Regions from separate parts of the Rattus norvegicus genome. Here region 1 is linked to region 2. A link is a contact called in public Hi-C data. All regions are on one chromosome and are shown on one strand. The core of a region is the stretch at or near the end of the contact, and the rest is flanking DNA. Distances in the headings are between cores, read along the strand shown.

Region 1 (5,211 bases), core at 1,263-3,762, 89 kb before region 2:
CCAGGCTCATGAGGAAACTGTCCCTTTCTTAGTGTCCATCCTCTGGAACTCTCTGGGATTGAGAGTCCTTGAGTAATCACTGGTAATCAATACAACACAGTAGGATGCAATTAGGATTAATTAGCTCAGTGTTGCAAGCAGGCTTGTTCCTCAGCCTGTGCCTCTGAGTGTCTCCTTCTCAGCTCCTCCCTGAAGATGATGATTACTTTTCCTGTTTCCCCAGACAAGGGTGTTGCCTCTCCTCTTCCTGAGCCAACCTCCCTCCGCAGCTCATTTATAAGACGGAGAGGGGAAGCCAGGAAGGGATGTGGATGATGGTGGGAAGAGGAGAGAGAGGGAAGAGTGCAAACAGTGGGAAGGGGAAGGCGGTGGGAAGATGTGTGAAGGACGGAGGCTTCAAGTGCTTTTCAAGAGACACACAGAATCATCCAGAAGGCATTTGCCTCCTCTCCCAGCCAGCCAAACAGCCTCTCCTTATTCCGTGCAGTTTATGGAATACCATGCTTTTGTCTTAATCAAAGGTGTTTCTAGGGTTTGGAGAGATGGCTCAGCAGTTAAAAGCCCTTGCTGTTCTTGCAGAGGACCTCAGTGTGGTTCCCAGCATCCACATCAGGTAACTCAACAACTGCAGATCCAGGGGATTCAACGTCTTCTTGTCTCCGTGGGCGCCGGAACACACATAACATACACACACAGACACACAAACCAACATGTAGAATGCAAAATAAATCTTCGAAAAAGAGGGGCTGGGGATTTAGCTCAGTGGTAGAGCGCTTACCTAGGAAGCGCAAGGCCCTGGGTTCGGTCCCCAGCTCCGGAAAAAAAAGAACCAAAAAAAAAAAAAATCTTCGAAAAAGAGATGTTCTATATTCCAAATACTTGTACCTTTGCAATGGCAAAATCAGTCCTCTAGGGATTGGGAGTGTGGGGGGAGGGTTGGGGCAATGCATCCAGCTTGGGAAGGGGTCCAGAGATTCTGGAAACTGGCTTCTACTCTCCAGGCCTCTTGGTCTGTGCGGCTCGCACTGCTTCTTCAGAGCTGACCTCTGGCTTAGATGTGTCTGTGCACGGACTATGCTTCCTCTCCTCCAGGTCTTTGCGGCTCCTTTCGGGCCCAGAATGGGTTTTATCTTTGTGAGTTCTTCTTTATGCAGCACATGACAAGCTTCAGCATTCTGTTGCCCTGGAAAGTCTCCATCTCTGAGGTCTGGTACTGCCTCCCATTTCACGGCACCCCATAAAGGGCTTTCTTAGAGCACACCCTTTCTGTTCCACCACTCTGGAAGGACTGGGAGGGTGTGCATCCTGACTCCTACCGCCTGCATCTCCGGACTCCTACTGCCGCCAGCCTTCTGCTTTTCCCGAGGTTTCCTTTACCTAACATTTTGTCACGCGAACTGCTTCACCTGCAGTCTGTTCAAATTCTCCAAAGCATTCCAGAAAGTCTAACGTTTTCATTCTACCAAAGGATTGTTTGGCGGTGCTTTCTGGATCTCTCTTAGAAGCACACTTCTCTTGTTTAAATTGTTCGGGTCCTTTGTCTTTCCCACTCCTTCACTTCCTTAGCTCATCTTATTTTATCATTAAAGTACCCCTTTTGTTCAGCAGAGGGCTCCCTTCCCATCGGTGCTAGTAGCCCTGACACCTAGCATTTGAAGCTTGCGCTCCACGACTTTCTCTGCCGACTTCGAGCCACCAGAAACACTAGATCACTTAAACTTGGAAACAATCCCGCCTTACTTGGCGTGGCTGCGCTAAGGGTCCCTCTGCTGCGGAGATTACTCTGCCTCTCTAGGATCGAGCATCCTTTGGATACCCTCCCAGTGTGCCCGAAGTCATTAACTCACTCCCTGCATCCCCTACTGGTTCTTCATACCAGGTTCGGTAGGGTGCACATCACCAACGCCAGCCTTCAGCGGAGGAAACTAAGACTTGGAGAGGTTCACCCAAGGTCTTGTGGCGTGTGAGGCTAACTAGCAACCGGTCAGCTCTAGCTTTTCGGTTCAGCTCAGCAGCTTAGCATCTCGCTATTGCTGGAGTTTATGACAATCTCCCGGGTTTGGTACGCGGTCCTTTACTCATTCACATTTCAAATCCACAGGCAGAAAAATGTTTCTCCCTGGCTAAAAGGGCTGGGGTTTGGGGGACTCTGGGGGGGGTGTTGGGATGGGGGAGCTTAGGCTCCAAGTTGGAGTTGGTTTGAGATAGGGGTGGCAGAGCACGGTAAGGTAGGACCTGGCAAACGATGGCAAAGGCTAGAGACGTAGGACAGAGGCAGCTTCTGTCCACCCATCCCCAGAGCTCGCAGGCTAGGGGCCAGAGTCCTGCTAGGGGGCGAAATGGGGATGCAGGGCGCCCCCTCGCGCTCTCCGGCGCTCCTCCGGGCTGGCGGGTGAAGCGCCAGCAGTCGCAGGTCCTCTCCATCCCCCTCCTCCTTTTCTCTCCCGCTCCCCTCCTTCTCTCCTCTGGCTCCCAACTCCTCCCCCACGTCTCCCCACCTCCTGCTCCCTCACTCTCCTCCTCCCGGCTCGCTCCGGCGCGCGGGGTCTGGAGCTAGTTGGAGCGCGGGGGTTGATGCTGGAGCCCAGCTCCGCGGAGCCCGGCGGGTCGGCCGCGCATCCAGCGGCTGTTGGAGCAGCCGGAGCGCAGCGGGCCCGACAGGAGTCGGAGACTGTGACGGAGTGCTGAGCCCATACCCGGGATCCTTGCTGTTCGTCCATCCCATTCCCAGACCGGCCGCCAGCCCTCGGATTCGTCCCTGTGGTCACACAGCCCCGAGCCCAGGGCCGCGGGGAGCCCAGCACCTGCGCGTGCTGCCGGGAGGTGAGTCCGAGAGCTCCCGGAGCTTTTTTCCTCGCCGGCTGGGGCTGCGAGTTGCAAACTTCAGCAACTCGGATGGGTAGAGGGTTGGGAGTCCGGGGGCGCTGGTAAGTTGGAGGCAGGTTGGGGAGGCTTCAGGGGGCTGGAGAGCGAGCCCCTGGGGTTCAGTGATGTCTGGGGCCACCTCGACTGGGGCGCCACCGGTGCTGCTGCGTTCCCGATACCCGCCCGCCCGCCCTGGCTTCTGGCTCCACTGGGCTGCGATCAGCGCGTCTAGGCTGCAGCCGCGGCGGAGACACAGAGCTCGGGCCTGGAGGAGGGGGACCGACCAGGGAAAGGCTGGGGGAGAGCTGGGCAGGGGCGCGGAGACTGGGCCGAGATGGAGGCTCAGCAGAGGGCGGGCGGGTAAACCTGGCAGAGAGGGAGTGCGGGCGGCGAGGCGCGTGGGAACGCGTGGCCGGCCCAGAGTGTGAAATCTCCCGCGCAGGGACGTCCCCTTGCCGCGGCCACCAACCCGGACCTCGCCGATTCTTCCCAGACCCCCTCCACCTCCTAAGGTACTCCAGCCTTATCTGGGCCCTTCGGAGCCCAGACTGTCCTCTACGGCCCTGGATGGAGCAGCCCCGGGCCCCTCGCTCCCGCCTCAGCCAGAGAAGAGGGTGCGGCGGCGGGAACCCGGGACTAGAGGGGCGATTTCCTGATTTATTTTTCTCATGGTAATTTGTCTTTGTGATTGGGGCTGCCCATTCACTTTCCGCTCACGTCGTGCGGGAGATCCAGAGAGGAGGAGGGAGCAGGCGGGGGTGGGGGGTGTGCTTGGGCACAACGAGGGATGAGAAGGGGAAAGGGGATCCGGGACCCGAGCCGGGCGGGAGTGGAGACAGAAGTAGCAGCATGATCCGAGGAGAAAAAGCGAAGGTGGAGAGGATCGGTCGAACGATATGGGCTCTGTGGCCGGCCTCAAACTTTAAAGCACCAGACGACCACCTGAAGCGCCGATCTCACCCCTCTTGGATGCCTTAACCCGGCCTGGTTCTGAGTCATCTCGCCCCACTGCGCCAGACATGAGTCGGCGCTGAGTTTGGCTCTAGAGCGGTGGCCTCGGGACTTTGTCCCCAGGCCTGCGATCCTCTTCTGGCTTTCGATCATTGGAGAAGAAAAGAGTCCGCAGAGCGCATCTGCTCAGCCCACCTTAGTGGGCCATGCGTTCTCGGTCAGCTAAATAGGACTGGGGTATTGGAAGTTTGCCTGTGTCTAGAACCTACAAGATCCTGTCTTCACTGGCCCCAACTCCGATCTCTTTTCTCCACTCCTTTGTAAATTCAATCTCCTTCCACCCGTCTCAGCTCTCCCGTTGCCCACCGTCGTGTACTGACTTGGACCTCATTCTGCGGTGCTCTGTTCAACCTCCTTACCCACCCACTCCCAATCTTTTAGCCCACCCCTTTCCAGTCTTCCTCACCCTCCTTGCCTTCTTTTCCCCTTGGCATTTACAAGTGGTTTCTTGTCTTTCCGGAGTCCACGACCTTGAGGAAGGGGCAGAGGAGAACTCGAGCTTTAGAATACGACCTCACCAGTACGAGTGTGTGGTGTTGGTGTTGGTGCTGGGGGAGGGGGGTGCACAGTAAGAGGTTTGGAAAGAAAGCACCCTGTCGCGAATCTAGTTTCTTCCCAGTGCTGGGGGAAGAAGGGTTAAAACGAGAGTACAAGGTGGAGGTGGGGGTGGTATCACTTCTGAGGAGCAAAAACCTTCTGGCTTTCTGGGCTTTAGTGAGGACTGTCCAGGAGGAAAGGCCACCTAGACTGTAGCAAATCACGAAAGGTCTGTGTACCAGGTAGGTGTGTGTGTGTGTGTGTGTGTGTGTGTGTGTGTGTGTGTGTGTCCTTCCGTCAGTCCTTTCTCCCTATCACCAGCTATCACCACAGTTTAGGAAGGAACGGCGGATCTCCCGTCCCTACATCTCCATCAGTGTGAACCTCAAGCATGTCTAAATCACCACGATGCAACCATCAGTACCAGATGCTGTTGAAAAACATGCCAAGGTTCGGGGCAGAATGCCTGCCCAGAGAGGCTTGGTGTCCAGCGATGAACTTAGACTTACCTAAGAGAAGATGGGCTTGGTGACTCTGAGGAAACAGGACTGGAGTCCTTCCTCACCAGCTGCCTGTTTACAAAGAGGATCCTACAGGCTAAGGGTCTGAGAGGGAGACTTCCTTATGTCCAGGGCCAGACTAGAAAAGTAGGGAGACGGAGAAGTGCTCTGATTACTCCTTTAATTTGGGATTGGATGAATCCTGACTTGGAAGCTCTTCATCCCATCGGTTCTTTGGTTTATTTGAATAGGCTTAAAGTTTTGGGGGTTTTGTTGTTGTTTTTGATTTATTTACTTT
Region 2 (5,572 bases), core at 1,789-4,288:
CAATACTCCAATCCCTGAGGTCAGAAGGCTGGCTGCTCACAGAGATAGCCTGGTGGAACCCAGGTCTTCTGGGGACTCCAACTCTATACTGCAGGTATAGACTCACACACTCAGCTGGTGTGATCTTCTCTGGTGAGACGCCGCTGAAGCATGGTCCAACAGTTAACAGAAGCGTCTCTCTCCCTGTCTCCGCCAGATCTGAAGCCGTGGGTGTCTAACTTCACCTACCCTGGAGTCCGGGATTTCTCTCAGCTTGCTCTGGATCCCTCCAGGAACCAGCTCATCGTGGGAGCCAGGTAATGGGGTAACAAGAGAGTAGGGGGAGAGAATGGGGGAACCTGGAGTCGGGCAGAAGGGATACTGCTGTGATGAGTAGACGCAGATCCTCGGAGTCCCTGTCCTCCGTGCCAGGCCCTGTCTGTACTGACTGTCCACCAAGTAGGGGACTGTGGGAGTCGGGGGAAGGGGATGACCCGAGACTACACAATCTCAGCTAGATTCATTCGTCAAATATTGTTAGGGTATTAAGAGCGAAGACGCCTACTTCCGTCTTCTGCCCTCTCTGCCCTGACGCCAGGACCGGCCCAGTTAGAGATGCCCAGGCGCCCCCTGCTGGCCAGCTGCCTGCCTGCACCAAGGGTGCTGCAATAGGCCATGTGTTTGTTTTATAAAGGGCCTCATTTTCTGTAGCCTGCCCACCTTTGACCCCACTGTCGAGATCAGGGTTTGGAAGCTAACCTTTCTGGGGAGGCCTCATCTTCTAGACTTCCAGGTGGAGTGGGAGGAGCTATCATGAATACATCATTGCCAGCTTTGGAAGCAAGCTTAGAGATGAGGCAGGGGGTCCCTGGGCCAGCATCCCCTGGAGCTCCTGAGAACATGCTAAAAAGGGATGCTTGCCCCACTTGGCTAAGAAACTCTAGGAACGGGCCTAACCTTGCTTCAACAAGGCCTCCCGTGACTGGTGCCCAAGCTTGAAAACAGTCTGACCAACACACACAGCAAGAAGATGCAAGCTTGGGACTAGAACTTGGGCCTCCTGACCCCAGTGGTCTGCGTTAGGACACTGGACATGTGAGGATCTGGATCGGCACTGTGTCGCTGGTCATTCCTGCCCTCTGGTTCTCCCCCTTTTGTTGGTGTATGAGACAGAGGTGAGTCACCCACAAGCTCTGGTCTGCAGGCAGTTGAGCTGGATAAACCTGGAGTCTGTTTTCTATGGCATCTCCCTGGGATGCTAGGGCAGAAAGCATTTAAAATTGCTCTGAATGAAGTAATCATTTTATAGCAGTATTGAGTGTGGCGACATGCTAGTTACAAAGGAATACTCAGTGAGAGCAAAGGCCATGCCCTCACAAGCAGGCGTCTCTAGGTGCTCCCCCTGCATTCCCTGAGAGGCGATCGACTTCGGGCTTTCTTTTCCAGTAAACCCAAGCGAACACTTGTTTTGCTTTGTATGTTGAGAAGGCTCCTTACTCACACACAGCTGAGAGAAGAATACAGAGAGATCCTATATACCCTGCTCCTGGGTCCTGCTAGTGGCAACATCATCACACATAACCACAGCGCAGTGATGTAATCTAGAAACTGATATTCACGACATCGTTCCTCCTGGCTGAGGTTTTACCAGCCAGCACTTTGGGCTGAGTGTGTTCACTCATATCTGTAACCTTAGCGTTAGGGAAGCTGAGGCAGAAGGATCACCTAGAGTTCAAGACTAGCCCAAGCTACATAGTGAGGACTTCTCTTCAAAAGAATTGAAAAAGCAAAGCAAACGAATAGGGCAGGTGAGATGGCTCAGCAAATAAAGGAGCTTGCTGCCAAACCTGACTGGGTTCAAACCCCAGGAGCTACATTCTTGCCATGGCACTCATGTGTTCACATATACATACATGCATGCATGCATACATACATACATGCATACATACATACACGTATGCATGCATGCATACATACATACATACTCATTCTCTCTCTCTTTCTCTCTCTCTCTCTCACACACACACACACATACACTCTAAATTAAAGTGTAATAAACACTAAAACCAAACAAACCCAGAAACATACATAATATATACCTTTTATACCCAAAGAGTAGCTTCCCAAGACTATGTTCTGAAATTCGAGAAAACATGCCCGCCACATGCATTATTTTGTGTGGCATCGGTGTAATAAGTCGGATAACATGTTGTGCATCACACAACAGACATATATAGTAAGCCGTGTATGCAGGAAACGATCCAGGCCTCACTGTCAGCCCTGGAGGCAGATCCTGATCGCTCCCATACCGTAGGTGGTGAAGCAGCAGCAGAGAGATGGTCACCTGCCTTCGGTCACACTGCCTCACCAGATCCACCTCAGGTCCCACGCAAAAGGTGGTTATGCCTTCTTTCTGCAGCTTCTCGTGGATCTTTGAGCCTAGCTCTGCCTTCACACGGAGAAGAAAGCATTCCCTCCTGGATTGGTTCCTTCTGTCCCCAGAGCCTATGTCCTGAATCCTGGGCCTTTTCTGACAGCCTGCCCTTGTTTTTTCCAAGCGCTTTTCTTTCTCCTCTGTCTGGGTTTTTCTCTCCCTCTCTCCCCGACACCCGTGGACCTCTGGAATTCGGGCTGGGAAATGTTTTTATCCATTTATAGCCTGCCTTATCTCCTATGGGACCGGGAGCTGGGCGGGATGCTGAGATTTCCCACTCTCATCTCCCAGCTCCTCTGAGAGCCGACGGAGACGCTGTGGTGAATGGTTTTCGATGGGATAAAAATGAATCGGGCGATGTGTTGCTTCCCTTAATTTGTTAAAGCTGTGAGCAGATGCCTGTGTTACCTGAGCGCACAGCTGGAGCAGAGCCACAAGCTGGAGCCCATCTGTCCCTGGGCCAGGAGCATGGAGGCCAGGAAGCTCTGCCAAGGACCTAGAGAGGGGTCTGGGGAGGGGCGGTGGAGGCTTACAGCCAAGGTCATGGGCAAGGCCACCCCGCCCTAGGCCAGAGGAGAAGCTGCAGTCAGCTTCTCCTGGGCTAGCAGCCAAATCATGGAGAGGAATCTCCCAGCTTAAAGTGTCCGGTTCCCACCCCTGGCTTCCTTCAGCAGGCCCCCTCCTTCCCTTTCTGGCCCGATCTCTCCTCGTTTCTTCTCAGCACAGCTGAGGTGGCCAGAACTTCCTAGATTAATTATTCCTAAAAAGTCCAGGAACCTGAAGAGGGATGGCCAAAGGCAGACAGAAAAAAACAAAGAGAATTCTTTTGGAAAATCTGAGCTACATCCACTTGCCATTAGTAAAGCCTTCAAATATGTCTCCGGGGGACTGTGAATAAGCCAGGCACGGTCGTGTTTTCCATTTTACAGACATAGACACTGAGGCCCACTAGGCCCCAGCAGACGGCGGAGCTGGGAGCCCTATCTCTCTAAGCCACAGTCTGTTCTCTCAACCTGAACTCTGTCCTGCTACCCTCTGACCAAGTGGGTCTGCCACCCCCGTGTTCTAAGTCCTGGCCATCTGGCTGCAGAGTTTTAAGCACAATAGGTTTAGTGGTAATGCTGAATTCTCGATGAGTGTCTGATGGTGTCGTCATCATCATCGTCATCATCAATCATCACAATTAAGGCTTGTGAGCCATCCGCTGTTACATGAGAGTTCTGTAGAGGCTGGGAGCACTGTGCTGGCTGTTCTGGGAGGCAGTGGTCCAGGGGGAGGCTGTGGAAAAGGCAAATTTAGAGTAACCGGGTAGAGACGAAGCTGCACACAGGACCCCAGGTCCCATGTGGGAGGCCTGTCTTGTCTTCGTCCCTGCAAGAGGCCTTGCACTTTCAGTTGGACAGAAACAAGCCCCATGCTTAGGAAAGGTGAGCTCGCAAGCTAAACGAAGCCGTTCAGTGTGCAGATGTTACGCTGACTTCTTCTTGGTTCTGGAATCTGGTTGGACTTAGCCAAAGAGGTTGGCTTTATAGACAGAGAAGGGAAGGGGTTGATAGTGGAAATGACACAGAGCAGACCGGCCACTTCAAAGTCGCCTTCCCTGTGAAGTGAACACAGGGAGATAGAAAATACAAGAATAGCCGTAGAGACCTCACACCACTTTCATTGCGTAAGACTCGAGCAGAGAGTGCCTCACTGCCATGGCAGCCGAGACACGGAATGTGTCTCTGAAGGTCAATTTTGCTTTAATTTTAAGCATTTGCCGTGAGCATAGGTGACTCCATTTTGATTCTGCAGTCTGCTCCATTGGGGGCCCATGATCAGAACTTAGTCCAAAACAGTGGCATCCTGTTACTTTTATTTAACAGCGGGTTCTGGTAGTTCCTTCCTGCGCTTGCTGGGTCAGTCAGGAGCAGATACAGCGTGAAGTCTGCAGGTTAACCCCGTCTCTGACTTACTGGGTCTGAGACTTGGGCCATTACACAGTCTGCCTCCTGTACAGTCCTCATATTTGGACTGTAAAATGGATATAGTCCGAATATGAGCCTCTGTGTGAGAGTGGTCTGCACACACTTCCACAGTCCTGCTAGTGGCGACCTCGGTGGTGTCCAATGGGACTTTGCAGCAGTGAGCAGTTAGGGAAGGTGAGACCTTCTTGATAAGCTAGTTTGACCTTCTGGTTTTCTTGCATCTACCCTGGCCCACACCCTCGGTGACCTTTTGGTGGCTATAGCAACTGCCAGGCTGGGTGAAGGTTTGGTGAGGTGAAGCTCTTTGGGCTTGGTTCGCCCTGAAGTCCTGCAGAGGACATGTTCCTGGCACCCCATGAGGCCTAGGCTGGTTGCCTTCCAGGGTCCTACCTACAGAGTCAAGAGTGACTTGTGACTTCTGTTCTGTTTCCACAGGAACTACCTCTTCAGACTCAGCCTTGCCAATGTTTCCCTCCTTCAGGTAGGTTTGGTATTCCTCCTTTCCTGCACTTTTTCCTGCATTTGGAAGCTGAGCAGTGCAAGTAGCAGGATACCTAGTCATGCCCTAGGATCAAGTGCTGGAGCGTCTCTTCTTTTCCTGGTCACGGTTACTAAAGCCCTGAGACCAAAGTCACTGCTGGAAGGACATGTGGGCGTGGGGTGCAGCCCCCTCACACATGGAGGCTCAGTTTCTTGCATTGTGCAAAGAAGCTGACAAGGAAGGGGAGAAGAGGTCCCAGGCTGGGACGCCCCCACCCCTGTTGGCTGGGAACTGAGGGTTTTGCCAAGATGCAGAACTTTCAGGGCTAAAAATGGGACTCCACAGGGCAAATGGGACCAGTGAGTCACCCTAAGAGCAAAGCCAAAATCCACAGGAGAGTTCCAGGGTTTGGGCCCCCAAGGGAGATGGTGTCTCTGGTCCTTTTCTTTGCTTGGCCTGACAGTTCCTGGTCTATCTTGGCATTTTCATTGAGCTGTGATTGATTTATTATCTGCTGCCAAGAGATGCTCTCCAAGCATAATTCCCTAAGTGCTCTGAGGGGCTTTTTAATGGGATTCCTTGATCCAGAACAGTTATCCCAGATTGAGAAACAGATGCCAAACTATCTCTGCCGGAGCCGAACATTATAGAGAAAGGACAGCCATTCTTCTTCAATGAGGGGCAAGCTTCCGTCATCCTGTCTGGGAG

The links. Hi-C and Micro-C count contacts between places; a contact is called where the count stands out from the background.
Region 1: a contact with region 2 is called in a Hi-C map of psoas muscle, with 4 times the contacts expected there. The contact joins the promoter of Sema5b here to the enhancer-like site in region 2. A contact is called at or near these places in 10 of 12 Hi-C or Micro-C datasets (the A7r5 cell line, Schwann cells, frontal cortex and 5 more) and 1 of 1 datasets of contacts at active chromatin or transcription factors (oligodendrocytes).

What each region holds. Positions count from the first base shown.
Region 1 is chr11:78,727,890-78,733,100 of GRCr8, reverse strand. Sema5b (semaphorin 5B) reads left to right here and starts at 2,512. Exons shown (of 22, transcript NM_001415135.1): 1 at 2,512-2,823.
Region 2 is chr11:78,638,932-78,644,503 of GRCr8, reverse strand. It overlaps Sema5b (semaphorin 5B), which reads left to right. Exons shown (of 22, transcript NM_001415135.1): 3 at 197-296; 4 at 4,819-4,864. Among named protein-coding and RNA genes, the nearest start is that of Sema5b, 89 kb to the left of the region's middle. Within about 2 kb of position 3,038, at least 12 of the 93 cell types and tissues checked have an H3K27ac peak or open chromatin away from gene starts, as enhancers often do.